Linked DNA regions of Oryctolagus cuniculus: region 2 is linked to region 1. A link is a contact called in public Micro-C data. All regions are on one chromosome and are shown on one strand. Each heading gives the region's core, a stretch centred on a gene start, on an enhancer-like site or on the middle of the called end of the contact. The rest is flanking DNA. Distances are from core to core; before and after follow the strand shown.

Region 1 (6,616 bases), core at 2,408-4,907:
CGCTGCGTCCACCAGTTCCGCAGGCCCTCCTCCCTGCACGCCCCCCCCCCGCCTCCCCTGCTGCAGACACCAGCACCAACGGCCCACCCAGCCCTCTCAACAGCCCCAGAGGATTTCCCCCCAGTAGGTGTGCCAGGCCCGGATGGAGGGCAGGAAGACAGGTGTGGGCAGGGGGGCCCTCAGGTGCTGCCCCGTCCCCATCTCCCTGTTGGGGGCCTGAGAGCCCTGGGGCCCGGACTGAGGTGCACTTCCTCCTGTTCTGGGCTCCTGACCACACCTGTCCCCTGGCCTCAGGACACCCGCCCCTCCCCCTCCTCACCAAGCTGCTCTCAGCTCTTCCTGTGGACACCCGCGGTTACCCAGGCCTCCCTACAGGGCCAGGGCAGCTCCACTGCCCCTGCAGTGCCCGCCAGGCTCCGCACGGCCACGGCCTCCCCTTGGAGGGCTTCCCAGACGCCCATCTGGCTCAGGGGCATCTCAGAGGCAGGCCCGGGGCTGGGTCGTCTGTGTGTTCCCAGAGCCCAGCGCAGAGGCAGCCCTGGAGAGCCTCTGCCATGTGAGACGGCCACGTAGTGTGATCTGGGCTGCATCCAGCGCCCCGATGTGCTGTGCAGCCTGGGCACGTCCCTCGGCCTCTCTGAGCCTCTGAAGAAAGGCCTTAAGGCTGTAGCCAGCACTGACAGCATCACTGTGTACGCAGCCCACCTTTTATTCGTGTCGCATCGTCCGGCTCTAAAGACAAGAAGCAAGGCAGGAACCCCGGGGCCCCGCTCTGCTCTCCCCTGGGGGGCCCCTGACTCCAAAGCTGTGCAGAGGACGCAGGTGCACCTGCCACCTCCTGCTCAGAAGCCCCCAAGGCCTCTGGGATCTGGCGCCAGCCTCTCTGCTCTCCCCTCATTTTGTGGCATCAAATTCTACTGCAGTTTCGTGGTCCAGTCCCACGCACAGCCTATCTCAGGCTGTCTCACCGGCACGCCTGGGCTCAACAGCTGCCTCTCTCTCTCTCTCTCTCTCTCTCTCTCTCTCTCTCTTTCAAAGATTTATTCATTTAACTTGAAAGTCAGAGTTACAGAGAGGCAGAGAGAGACACACACAGACACACGGAGAGAAAGGCCTTCCATCTGCTGGTTCACTCCCCAGATAACTGCACTGATCCGAAGCCAGGAGCCAGGAGCCTCCTCCAGGTCTCCCACGTGGGTGCAGGGGCCCAAGCACTTGGGCCATCCTCCACTGCTTTCCCAGGCCACAGCAGAGAGCTGGATCGGAAGCGGAGCAGCCAGGACCGAAACCAGCGCCCACATGGGATGCCGGCACTGCAGGCAGTGGCTTTACCCGCTACGCCACAGCGCCGGCCCCCGGCTACCACTCTTGGACGTGCTTAATAATAAACTCCGATCTGTTTTCTGGTCCACTTCTGCCCTGTGGCCTCTCTGGCTGCCTGGAGCCAGGCTGTAGCCCTCAACCCGGGTCTTGGTCTAAGCAGCCTGTTCCCCACGCCCCAGTTCTACCACTGGCCCTGGGCCAACAGCAGGTGCAAGGTGGAGCCAGGTGGCCAGGGATGGCCTGGGCATCTCTTATCCAGCTCAGGCCCTGTCCCCTGCTGGGGGCCATTCACTTCATCAGGTTCCTGAAGAGGGGACAGAATGACCTGCAGTGGGGCCTCCTGCCCTGGGCCTGCCTCCTCCTGAGTAGTAGAGAGAGGGGTGCCCGGGGGCCCAGAATCCTCTCCTCCCATCACCCAGAGGGAGTTCCAGCTGCAGCCCTGGCCGCTGCCCGCTCGCCGCCCCGGGCTCTGTCCCTTGCACAGGGTCCCTCTGCTGATGGGGAGCCCGCCCCTGCAGGGCTTCCCGGGGCTGAGGTTCCTTCCTCCCCAGCTGACCCCTGGGAGCTGCTGCCCAGCCCATGAGTCTGCACCAGTTCATTCCACTGGTTGCCAGGGCTGTGCCTACACCTTGAGGCTTTGCAACACCTGTGGGATAGGTGAGGAGGGGAGGCCGATGGTGCCCACTGAGGATGGTGGGGCACTGACAGGGAAACTGAGGCTCGAGGGGGTGTCGCCTGCACACAATCTCCCTGTCAGGCATCCGAGGGACCCCAGGGCCTGTGCCTCCCCTGGCAGGACTTGGGGTGGGAGGACCAGTCCATTCGCCCCCCAAAATTCGCAGGAGGGGCCGGCATCCCTATGGGTGTCAGTTCAAGTCCCGGCTGCTCCATTTCTGATCTGGCTCTCTGCTGTGGCCTGGGAAAGCAGTGGAGGATGGCCCAAGTCCTTGGGCCCCTGCACCCATGTGGGAGACCCGGAAGAAGCTCCTGGCTCCTGGCTTCGGATCAGTGCAGCTATCTGGAGAGTGAACCAGTGGATGGAAGACCTCTCTCTCTCTCTCTCTCTCTCTCTCTCTCTCTCTAACTCTGCCTTTAAAATAAATAAATCTTTTTAAAAAAAAAAAAAAGCCTTGCAGGACAGATCAGAGCTGGCCTGGGTCGGGGTAACCAGGGAAGTTGGAGGAGCAGTGGGGGTTCAGCAGCTGAGCCCCTGGGCTGCCCCGCCCCCTACCTTGTATTTCCCCTGCATTGTGTGGGGAGGGAAGACATGGGGTCCTGGGAGTTCAGCCAGGCCCCTGCCTTCAGGCTGTTTGGCTTTGTTTGTTTTCTTGGCCTTTTTTTTTTTTCCTTTTTCTTTGGGCTAATTGTTCTCATTAAATCTTTTTGTCCTGTTTTGTTTTTTATGGGACTGACAATGCTGCCCAGTGCTCAGCGCTTCCTGTGTTTCGGCCTGGCTGAGGCCTCCATGGGGCCTTGCTTCCTGTTGTGAGCCGTTGCCATGGCAACTTGCAGCCCGGTGGGCTCCACGGGGGGCAGGGGGGGCCTGGGTGACATCACCGGGGCAAGGGGCTGGGGTCTGGAGGGGCTGCGCGGGCCGGCGCATTACTGAGGGCTGAGTCACACTGTGGCCGCCGGGAAGAGCCACTCGCATTCTTTCGGGAGGTAAACAGGGCCAGGCAGTGCGGCTGGGATCCTGTTTACCTGACCCTGGCCCCTGGGGGACCTGGAGCGGTGCAGGACCACAGGCTGGGAGACGAGCAGCCGAGGGGGTGGGGCGATGGGGAGGGGGCGCCGCAGCCCCAGCCTGGACTCCCTCTAAGAGGGCTGAGGGTGCTCACTCCCAGCCCGGGTTCCCCTATTCATAAGGGGACGTGACCCCTTTCTCTCCAAGTGTTTGGGGCTGGTGTTGGGGGGTGTCCTTGCAGCACACAGCCCTGGGGCTCTGGGTTTCTGGCCCCCACCTGCCAACAGGGCCTGGACCAGGGCTGGCCCTCCACCCTCCAGGAGGGGGAAGGTGGGGTCTGCACCTGCCGCCAGGGCAGTGGCTGGGAGAGCTGGGTGGGAAGCAGCAAGTGTGGGGTGCAGCCTGGGGGAGGGGCCCTTCTAGAATCACAGGGCTGGGGTGGGGCTGCTTGCCTGTCCCCTACCTGTGCGCCTCCCTTCCGCCCTGCCAGCCCCATCCTCTCCCCCGGGCTCTCCAGAATGATCCCCTTCAAAGGGGCCCCTCCTGGAGCCAATGGCCCATGGACCTGCATGGATTCTAGGACGCAGAGGTGCCCCGGGGGGCGGCAAGAGAGCATAGCGGAGCCAGTCCCACCCCAGGGTGCACTTCCCACCTTGACTGAGCCGAGGCCACCTGGCCCGCTGGCCCGTGTGGGCATCGGTCAGACTGGCCTGCGTTCAAGTGCAGCCTTGTAACTTGCTCTGGGCAAGTTTCTCTGCGGGGGTTGATGGCAGGTCAGCGGGTTAACACACACAAGGGCTTAGCGCACAGTAGGCGACCCTCAGCAAGACCCCCAGGGCCCCGTGCGATGCCCAGACCCCCCCCCATGTAGCCCCGCAGTCAGCGCCCATCCCAGGGCAGGAGCAGGGCCCACCAGTGCCCGCGGTTTCCCATAAAGGGAAGGCCTTGGAGTCCCCTGCACAGGGAATATCCTGTCCCCGCCAGGGGGGAGGAAGAGGAGCGGGAAGAGCACGGCCGCGCCGCATTCCTGGCATTCTTGGCAGCCGTCCCGTCCAGCTGCCTGGGCCGCGCCGCCGGGGGCATTGGCCCGGAGCCACTGGGGCCGGCCGGCGCGGAGCAGCAGCGGCCCGCTCGGGGTGCCCCTGGACCTGGGGTGACTGGGGACCCTCTCCTGCCAGTCCCATGCGACCCCGGGCCATCCACGGACCCTGGACCGTGGAAGCAGGGACCCGAGCCGTCAGTGAAAGGCGTTGTGTGTGGGGTTGTTTCCTGTTCTGCCTCCTCCTGGGGCTCCACGGCCCACCCACTATCCCCACGGCTGCTCTGGAAAGCGGCCAGGGCCAGGGCTGGAAGGGAGGAGGGGGAGAGCCAGAGGGGCCCTGGCTTCCGGTCTCTAATGCTGTGGCCACTCTGCCTCTCCAGGACTCGGTATCTCTATCTGTAAAATGGGAGACGTTGATGTGGCCATCCATGACACCGTGACTGCCCCTTCGCAGGGTGTCTTCCTTAACCAGGCCCTCTCCACAGGGTCTGCAGGATTCGAACGCTCAGCCACCCCTGGAGGGGTCGGGCTTCCCAGTGCCCGCCCCTGGGACAGCCTGGGGGTCCCGGGAGGGAAAAGGTTTGCCCCAGGTCCCACTCAGCTAGGTCAGCCGCCTAGCACTGGGGTCATGGTTCTTCCCGTTTCTCTGCACACTGCCATGGCCTCAGAGCCAGGAGAGCCGGAGCCGGGGGTGTCTCAGAGACCCTCCTCCCAGCAGGAGCCTGCGCGGCCCCACACACTGCGGAGTGTGCATGTAAGTGCACGCACGTGTGTCCAGGCCTGGGACCCCCCCAGTGTGGGCGGGTGACACCAGATGCTCCACGTCCCTCCTCTGTCCCCCCTCCCCGGGGGGGGGCAGAGACCAGGAGGTTTGCTTCGGGCCACAGGGCGAGGAGGGAGCCCCAGGGGGCCCACCCTCACTTGACCTGCAGAGGTGGGCGCAGGTGCCTGGCCCCAGCGTACTGAGACTCGAGCTCTCCTTTCCCTCTGCTCGCCCTGGAGACTCTTAACCCCCGTCTGGGTTCGTCCTGGGCTCCGGGCTCCTGCCCAGGGTGCGGCTGGTGCCTCCTGCCTGGCTGCCCATCCAACTGTGTCTGTCTCTCTGGGACAGTAGGAGGAAGAAGCTGGGGCCCCACCCTGCGGGGTGCACGTGTCCAGCCCATTGTTACCCCTCCCCTGGGAAATCCCAGGGCCCCCGCGAGCCACATGGGCTGGGTGTGTCTGCGGGGGCGGGCGGGGGAGACGAGAGGGTATGGTGTGTTCGTGGGGGAGGGACTGGGGTGAGATCATCTGTGTGCTGTTCTTAGTTAAGTAAATTATGACAAAGACGGTGCCGCGGAAGGCTGTGTGCCACTACATACGAGGTCTGAAGCGTGGCAATGACACGACACGGGCTTCGACGGGCGATTTAGGGCAAGAAAATGCAAGCGGCGTGAAGGCGCCAGCGGGGCTGAGCCGCAGGTGTGCCCGTCTGCCTTCCGCGCACGCGCACGTGAGAGGAGAACCGCAAAGCAGATCAAACACACGGGGCGCCATGGGACAGGACCCGTGCGATTCCGTCAACTCCTTTTTTCTTTTTTGAAGTTTATTTATTTTTTTGAAGGGGAGAGTGACAGAAAGAGATACAAAGATCTCCCATCTGCTGGTTCACCCCTCAAATGGCCACAGCGGATGGGACAGGGCCGGGCGAAGCCGGGAGCCGGGAACTCCATCCGGGTCTCCCAGTGGGGCAGGGACCCGCGCACCTGGCCCCTGGCCGTCCTCCGCTGCTGTCCTGGGCTCATTGGCAGGGAGCTGGGTCGGAAGCTGAGCGGCTGGGACTCCACATCCATGTGGCACGCGGCATCCCACGCGGGAGTTTACCTGCGGCGCTACAACGCCCACCCTAAGCCAACTGTTTACCGCAGGTTAACAACATCGAGTGAGCTCCCACTGTATGCAGAAGCTCTGTCCAGTGCGGGGCTTCCAGGAGTGAAGGAAGTAGAGCCCGTTGGTGGGGCGGGGATCAGTGGCCGCCACAGGTGACAGACCCGGAGTGGGGAGGAGATGAGGCTGGACCTCGGGGACGGTCACTGCTGCCGCGGAGGCTGGCGGCCGGAACGCGGCGCTGGGGGAAAGGCCGCGTGTGGCTGGGGGTCTGGCAGGGCCTCCGGGTGCTGGGGCAGGGGGTGCTCTGGAGCTGGGGCTCCCCTCCCCCAAAGGCTGGAGCCTGGGTGGAGAGAGATCCAGAAGCCCCGGAGCTGGCCTTCCCTGAGCAGAAATGCAGGATTGGCCAGCAGTGCATTCAACAGCCGCATCCGGGTCCCCACACTGCCCCTGGACCCTGCCGGCAGCTCCCATCCGAGTAGGAGGACGTGTGCCCCGGTCTGGGGGTGTTCGTTCCAAACAGGACCCATAAACCAGGCTGACTTCAGGGCTCTGAGCAAAGGTGAGGCCGGGTCGGGGGAAGGGCAGGCCTGGCTGCACCGGACCCAGAACTAACGGGAGTGATGGGCTGAGCCGGCAGAGGCCGGACCAGGAAGAGGGGGCTGCAGGCGGAGGGCCTGCCCCTGCAGAGCCCCGAGGCA
Region 2 (6,639 bases), core at 2,772-5,271, 210 kb after region 1:
GCAGGTGCAGGCCCCTGAAGCACACCAGCTGGCCAGCAGCTCCTCCCTGGGCACCCTCGGGCCAGGCAGCTGTAGCCAAAACCCAGGAGGCTCCCCTGTCCAGCCTTGTGCTCACCCTGGGCTCCTCGCTCCTGGATCCCGGCAGTTGGCCACGCCCCCCATTCCCCAACCAACACACACACACACTTCCGGCAGATCACAGCCGCTTCGAGTTCCTGCCACACGAGCCCTTGTCTGTGCCCTGTCCGTCTCCCCTGTGGACCCGACCTGGAGGAACTGCCACTTCTTTTCTGCTCGGCCTCCCCTGGCCCCGGGCTGTGCCGGCTGCTCAGGAAACACTGAGCAGGGGCTAACCCTGGTTAACACACTGGAAACAGCAGTGCAGGTTCTCCTGGGCATTCAGCAAGAAGGTTTTGTTCCCCTCCGCCCGCGTCCTGCCTCAGCCCCGGAGGTGGGGGGCAGACCCTTGGCCACCAGCGAGGCTGTCCAGGGCCAGATGGGAACCGCAGCGTGAGACTCCCTGAGGTCCTGGCCTGGCACTGGCCTCTTGGGTTTCCAAAGTCTGCCTGTGGGCTAATAACCGCACGTGCCCATCCCCACACGAGAAAGCAGTGCACGTATAAAGACAGGAGCCACTGCGTGCTGTGCACCGGCACCCCTGCCCTCACTCAGGTCATCTTCATCAGCGTCTCATCGCCATCTCCCCCTCATGGAGGAGGGACCCGAAGCACACAGAGCTGAAGGCATTGCCCCGGGCTCTCGTGATCCCCAAATGCCCCTCGGACGGCATAGAGCGACCACCCTGACCCAGGTGGAACAGTCCGTTTCTCCCAGGCTCTCTGAATTCAACAATTAAACGCCTGCTGTGTGCAAGTCCCTGTTCGGGGTAAACAAGTGCTCTCTCTGGTCGCGCACTCCCCCTCTGGCCACGACCAACTAGAAGAGCATGGATCAACCTCAGCCCTGCAATAGCACCCGAAAGCTCCCAGGATCCCCTGAGATGGGGCCGGTGCTGCCTGCCGCAGGTGCACTGGGGTGCCAGCCGCCTGCCTTGCCGCCCACCCTCCCAGGCATGGTTACACTGGGGATGGGCAGAGGCCCTGTGAGCCTGCAAATAAAGACCCCGAAGAACAAGAGGAGGCCAGGGTGCTGACTGGGAGGGCAGACCCTGCAACCGCTCCTTCTAAAAATACTGTGCTAGACAGCAGGAGAGGAGAGGTGGCCTTGTCTTCCAGCTGGAAATGTCACCAATTAGATTTATTTAGGTCACTAACATTTCTTTAAAAAGCAAAGTAGGGCAGCCTGAAAGAGTGGAAAGAATGCACGTTTCGGAGGAAAACGGACTTGGGGTCCGCCAGAGAGCTTCCCCACCTCCGGCTCTGCACCGTGGGGAGCCCCCTGGCCCGGTCCTGCTCGCTCTCGGCTTGCTCGTCTGTAGATCAGGACTGTGCCAGCTGCCGCACAGGGCCCCGAGATTAGACAGAATACATTTGCTAAGGACCTGGTTCAACGCCTGGTACGCAGTAGGTGCTTCACACAGGATGGTGCTGTCTCCACGCGCATGGTGGGAGGGAGGTCATTGCTGAACATTGTTTACATTTTCACTTCTTTGGTTTAACAGGCAGAGGGACAGAAAGTGGGAGAGAGAGGCAGACAGAGACGCCCCCCTGCGGGTTCGCGCCCCACAAGCCTGCAGCTGGGTCGGGAGGCAGGGACACCCACTTCTGGAGCTGTTGTCCCCCAACGTCCAGTCCTCGACAGAACAAGCCACGGTCTAAAGACAGGGGCAAGAGAGCCGCCGGTGGGTGAGGGGGGCGGCAGGCGGCGGCGTCCCCTCAGCCAGGGGTCTGGGGCTCTTAGGGACCACAGAGGGAGGCCTTGGAGCCGAGGACCTGGCTGACATCAGGGCAGAGGCAGCTGCTGCGACAGCTTCAGCCCACGTCGGCTTCAGCACCCCCAGCCACCCGGACCCCTGTGCTCAGCCCTCCAGCGGCTCCTCCCACACTGGGCCTCCCTGACGCCCAGAGGCCTCTTCCCCCAGCTCCCGCTCAGGGTCCGGAAGCACTGGCTTTGGTCCTGTAGAGCCCCCAGCGGGCGTCGGCCTGCTGCCCCTTCCCAGGAATGTCCCCACCCCCGCCCCGGGGCCTTGTCCCACAGCCAGACCCACCCTCCTGCACCCTGCCGCCAGCCACCACGTGGCTCGCCCCCAAGTCTAGGCCCGCTCCCAGGGGCCTCCGCCGCCATTCGTTGAGAAGGGAAGCCGTTCGCGGAAGCCCTCGCAGCGGCCCGGGGCTGAGAAAGGGCGCAGCGGTCGCGAGGCGGTGGGGCTGGGGGCCAGCGCGGCCTGACCCCCGCAGCCCCAAGCGAGCCAGGCGCCGTGGAGTCGGGGCGCGTGGGGCTGGCAGGTTTCCCGGGGACACGGCCCGGTCCTCGAATCTACTAATGCAGACAGATGGGTACCCAAACGGCGCCCACACAGCGCCTGCGGGAACCGCCGCCAGCAGGTGCACGCGTACATGCGGGGTCCAAAGTGAGGACGGCGCTGGACAGCGCGAGTGGAGCGGGCAGCGGCGCTGCACCTGGACGGAAGGGTGCGTGGGGGTTGTCCACGAGCCGAGGGGCCTAGCGGGCGGAAAAAACACGGAGGGGGAAACACATCCAAGACGCACATCTGCAAGAACGCGATGTTGGTGTTGGCAACCCGCGGCCAGCAGGCCGCGCAGGGCCGGACACGGGGCCGACGGCAGCAAGAGGCCCGCTGGGGCCCCCAACCCGGCGCCCACGACCCGACCCCCGCGCGGCCGCAGCCCGGGAGGCGGGGCCCAGGCGCCCTAGGCAGGGCTGGCCCTCGGTGACGTCACAGACGGAGGCTGGCTGGGGGCGGGGCCCCGCGAGAAGGCGGGGCCTCCCTGGAAGGGAGGGCGCCGAGGGGAGACCGGAAGTCTCTCCGCCTCCGCCCGCCTCCGTGCTCCCTTTCAGTCCCGCCCTCAAGGTCGTGTCCCGGAAGTAAAGGGGCCATATTGATGGGTGACCCGGAGAGAGGCGCCGGGCGAGAGGCGAGTGCCGAGGAGTGGTAGCGCGCGGCCCGCGGGTGAGTGAGGGGAGACTGAGGGCTGGCGGCGGCCGGGCGGCCGGGCACTTCCCGCGCGTGCCCGCCAGGCCCGGCCGGTGGCTCGCCTCGGACGGGGCCCAGGCCCCTGCCTGCTGCCGGGGGTCTCGCCCGGCCCGCCCTGGACTTTCACCCTGGGAGGCCCCGCCGCGGCCCCGCCCCGGCCCCGCCGCCTCGGACTCCTCCGGGGCCCCGAGCCGGCCCGCCCCGTCTCGGGGACTTCGCGTCCAGGCTGGGCCCGGCTCCGGCCGAGCGACCTTGTCGTCGCAGGCCGCGTGTGACAGGCGCTTTCTGGCTGATCGAGCACGTCTGTGGATTTTCTGTACCCCCCCCCCCCCCGGCGACGGGGACGTGCTCCGGCTCACGTAGGAAGTTCGCCAGCCCGAGGGCTAGCGGGCAGCCGGCTTCGGGCCCACAGCCAGGGAGCTCCCTGCCCAGTGCCGTTTCTCGTGCGTGGAGGGTGTCTGAGCCCGTGGTGTGCGCCGGGCGCCCGATGGGACCGGCGGGGGAGCGCCCGCACAGGGGCGGGCGGCCCTCCGCATTACAGGTGTGCACCTGCGAGTTGGCCAGGTCGCTTCCTTCCCGGGGGCCGGTGTGAGGACACGGGTTGTGGATGGGGTAGAGGAGCTGTCGCGCGGGCACCCGTGGTAGCACGCACCGCTGTGTAAGATGTGCTGGAGGCAGGCGGTGCTCCGGCCGCTGGCCGGGACCTGGGGCGAGCGCAGAGAGGCAGGGGGTGGCGCTCGCGGCGGGCTGGCGGGAGGCTAGGTTGTGTAGCCTTGGGAGGCCGACCCAGGGTGCAGAACCCCTCGCCCTGGAAGGCTGCAGCTCCTCGTGCCCGGAGCTGTGACTCCAGGCGTCCGTGTGTTTGCCTTCGTTTGCAGCGTGACGCCCAGTCCCTGCCAGTCCCCCATGGCCCCGTGGAGCCGGAAGGCCGTGCTGAGTCTGTATCGGGCGCTGCTGCGCCGGGGCCGGGAGCTGCGCTACACCGACCGGGACTTCTACCTGGCCGCCATCCGCCGAGAGTTCCGGAAGAATCAGAAGCTAGCGGACCCCGAGGCCCGAGAGAGGCAGCTGCAGAAAGGCCTGGTGTTCCTGCACAGCGGGCTGGGGGGGCTCCTCTAGGGGCCTCTCCTGCCTCCCGTCAGGACAGGGCAGCCTGCTCTCCGCCGCGGACACATGCGCTAAGGAGCCCCAGGTGCGTAGGCCCCTTGCCTCAGGGCCAGAAAGGGGGACCCGTCCTTTTAACGACCAGGGTGCTTGCTTGGGTCCCTGGAAACATGTGGGGTTCCAGACGCGTTGACTGCAGTGGGTCGGTTCTCTCACGGAGAAGATCAGACCCTGCGTTTGAATCCCACCGGGACAGAGCTGCTGTCAGCGTTCATGTCACAGAACGGCCTACGCATGCGTGTTAGAAAAGACGTTGGTTGAAGGCCGGTTCATCCGGAGTGCATGCAGCCTTGCTGGGCTGCTCGTGTTCCCGGCGCAGAGTCCGTTCGGTGCGGCACAGCCCGTGAAGCGGGCACAGGGGCAGACCTCAGCGCTGCCGCGATCCCGGCACCGTCGTGAGGGCTGGGGCTGGGGCTGGGGCATCAGCACACTGTTGGGGCCCCGTTTCCCCCTTAGGTGGAGAATGTGTACAGGCCGAGGCCCGTATCCGACGACATCGGCGCGTTCGGCGTGGTGTGGCTGTAGACAAGTGTCCCGAGTCAGAGGTGCTTCGGACCGGATTTCCGGATTATTCAGATGCGGAATCTTTGCACGTGCATAATGAGGGGCCCAGTTAAAACAGGTCCCCTGTGTTCCGTACCACACCTACGGTACCACACCTACCGTGCCTCACCTGCCGTGCGTAGCCTGGAGACAGTGCACCACGGGAGGGCAGGGCCGGGATTCTGCACTTGGGGTGTCGCGTTCTCGCTCACGCTGTGTTGATGTTGAGTTTTGGGTTTTCAGGTTAGGAATGCTCGGGCCTACAGACCTCTCCCGGCTGTTACGGGCGTTAACCGAGCGCAGCACAGCGCACTTCGGTGGTGCTTGGCGCGTGGCGTGTGAGCTCTGTTTGCGCTCCACACCACTGTCATCAGGAGGTCCGGCTGTAGCGTCAGGAGCCTTCCCGGCGGGCCTCACGTGTGGCGCTGTGGCCAGCCCTGGGGAGAGAGCCACCCACCCGGAGGAGTTGGGTGTGAGGTGCCGTAAGCTGGGGCTGGGCGCAGGGCCGTGAAGGCCGCACTCTGCCCGGGGCGGGACTCGCGGCGGCTCTCGGGAGAGGCAGTGGAGGTTTCCCTCGTGAGGAGTCGGGGCTGGGCAGGGGCCGAGTAAGTGAGTGCCTGCGTGGAAGCTGCAGACTGATGGAACGATGCTGCGTAAGGCCGGGAGCTGGCCGGGGGCTGGAGCGGCCAGAGGGATGTGGAGTTTCCCGGTAAGGCAGCTGTGGTGCTGCTACCGGGGGTCGTCACGGCTTTGGGAGCAGGGGAGTCCGTGGCCCGTGTGTGTCTTGGGCGTGCCAGGGTAGGGTGGAGAGTAAGCTGGTCAGTGGTCCAGGGCAGCCAGGCCGAGCAGATGAGGTTGGGGGGTTGGGGGGTGAGGGCGGCTGCATGTGCACTGTTGGCCGAGGCAGAACACGATGGGGGGGCTGGGCACGAGGCCTGCCAGTCAGGTAGAAGGTGCTGTTCTGGACGGGGAAAGTGGGAGGGGCTGCCTTATGTAATAACTGTTGGTTCTCAGCCCCGCCCCGGCAGTTCAGGGCCAAGGCTGGGGTGCTGCCCACGGGGCCCTGTCACCCACGAGGGGAGAAGGGAGGCACTGAGACCTTAGTGTTCTGGTCTGGGAGTTGGGCTGTGCCCTGTATCACCATCCCTCAAAAGCAGACCGGATGCCAGGGAGAGGGGTAATGGTTCGCTCCTGCAGCAGATACTGACGGCGTCAGGACGGCACCGGGAGCCTGGCAGTGAGTGAGCCAGAGGCCGCCACGAAGCTTCCGGAACAGTGGTGAGGAGCGAGGAGATGGGAGCCGAGCTGGTGTGAGCCCCCGGGACCCCCGGGCATTGGTTCTCTCCGGCAGCGTGAGTGCTGGGTTCGAATCTTGGCTGCACCACTTACTGATCCGGCGGCCTGGGGTCAGTTACTTAGCCCCTGCCCCAGTTTCTTCATCTCTGAACTGGAGAGGCTGTAACAGCTCATGGGATTGCCGAGAGGATAGGAGAGGGGAACTCACGTGTGCCGATGCCCAGCCCGTGACACACGCTGTAGGGACGGGCAGGGGGTGCTTCCTGTCCTCATCCAAAGGCTCCCGAGACACGAGACACGGCCACGAGGGGAAAACGTACCAGACGCCTCGCAAGACGGCCGCCTGGGCTGAGCCTGCGGCCTTGGGCTGGGGTCCAGGAAGCTCGGGCAGCGTGGCCCTGACGCAAGGGTAGGGTCTGCAGAATGAGTGCGCTCTGAGTGTGCTGGTTACCCCGCAGGACCCGTGTGTCCAGATGCTGTGGCTCCTCCCTGTGGTGTTTCCTCCTCCTGGGCTGGGGCAG

What was found. A called contact is a pair of places that touch in the nucleus more often than the background predicts.
Region 2: a contact with region 1 is called in a Micro-C map of ear pinna, with 4 times the contacts expected there. The contact joins the promoter of MIURF here to the enhancer-like site in region 1. A contact is called at or near these places in 3 of 6 Hi-C or Micro-C datasets (ear pinna, skin fibroblasts and an unstated tissue).

What each region holds. Positions count from the first base shown.
Region 1 is chr11:115,526,019-115,532,634 of mOryCun1.1, forward strand. No RefSeq gene overlaps it. Among named protein-coding and RNA genes, the nearest start is that of CBX7, 13 kb to the left of the region's middle. Within about 2 kb of position 3,658, at least 3 of the 8 cell types and tissues checked have an H3K27ac peak or open chromatin away from gene starts, as enhancers often do. A contact at or near this core is called in ear pinna, where this site is marked.
Region 2 is chr11:115,737,618-115,744,256 of mOryCun1.1, forward strand. MIURF (mitochondrial elongation factor 1 upstream open reading frame) reads left to right here and starts at 4,022. Exons shown (of 2, transcript XM_070052954.1): 1 at 4,022-4,307. The coding sequence starts at 4,022. The coding sequence ends at 4,234.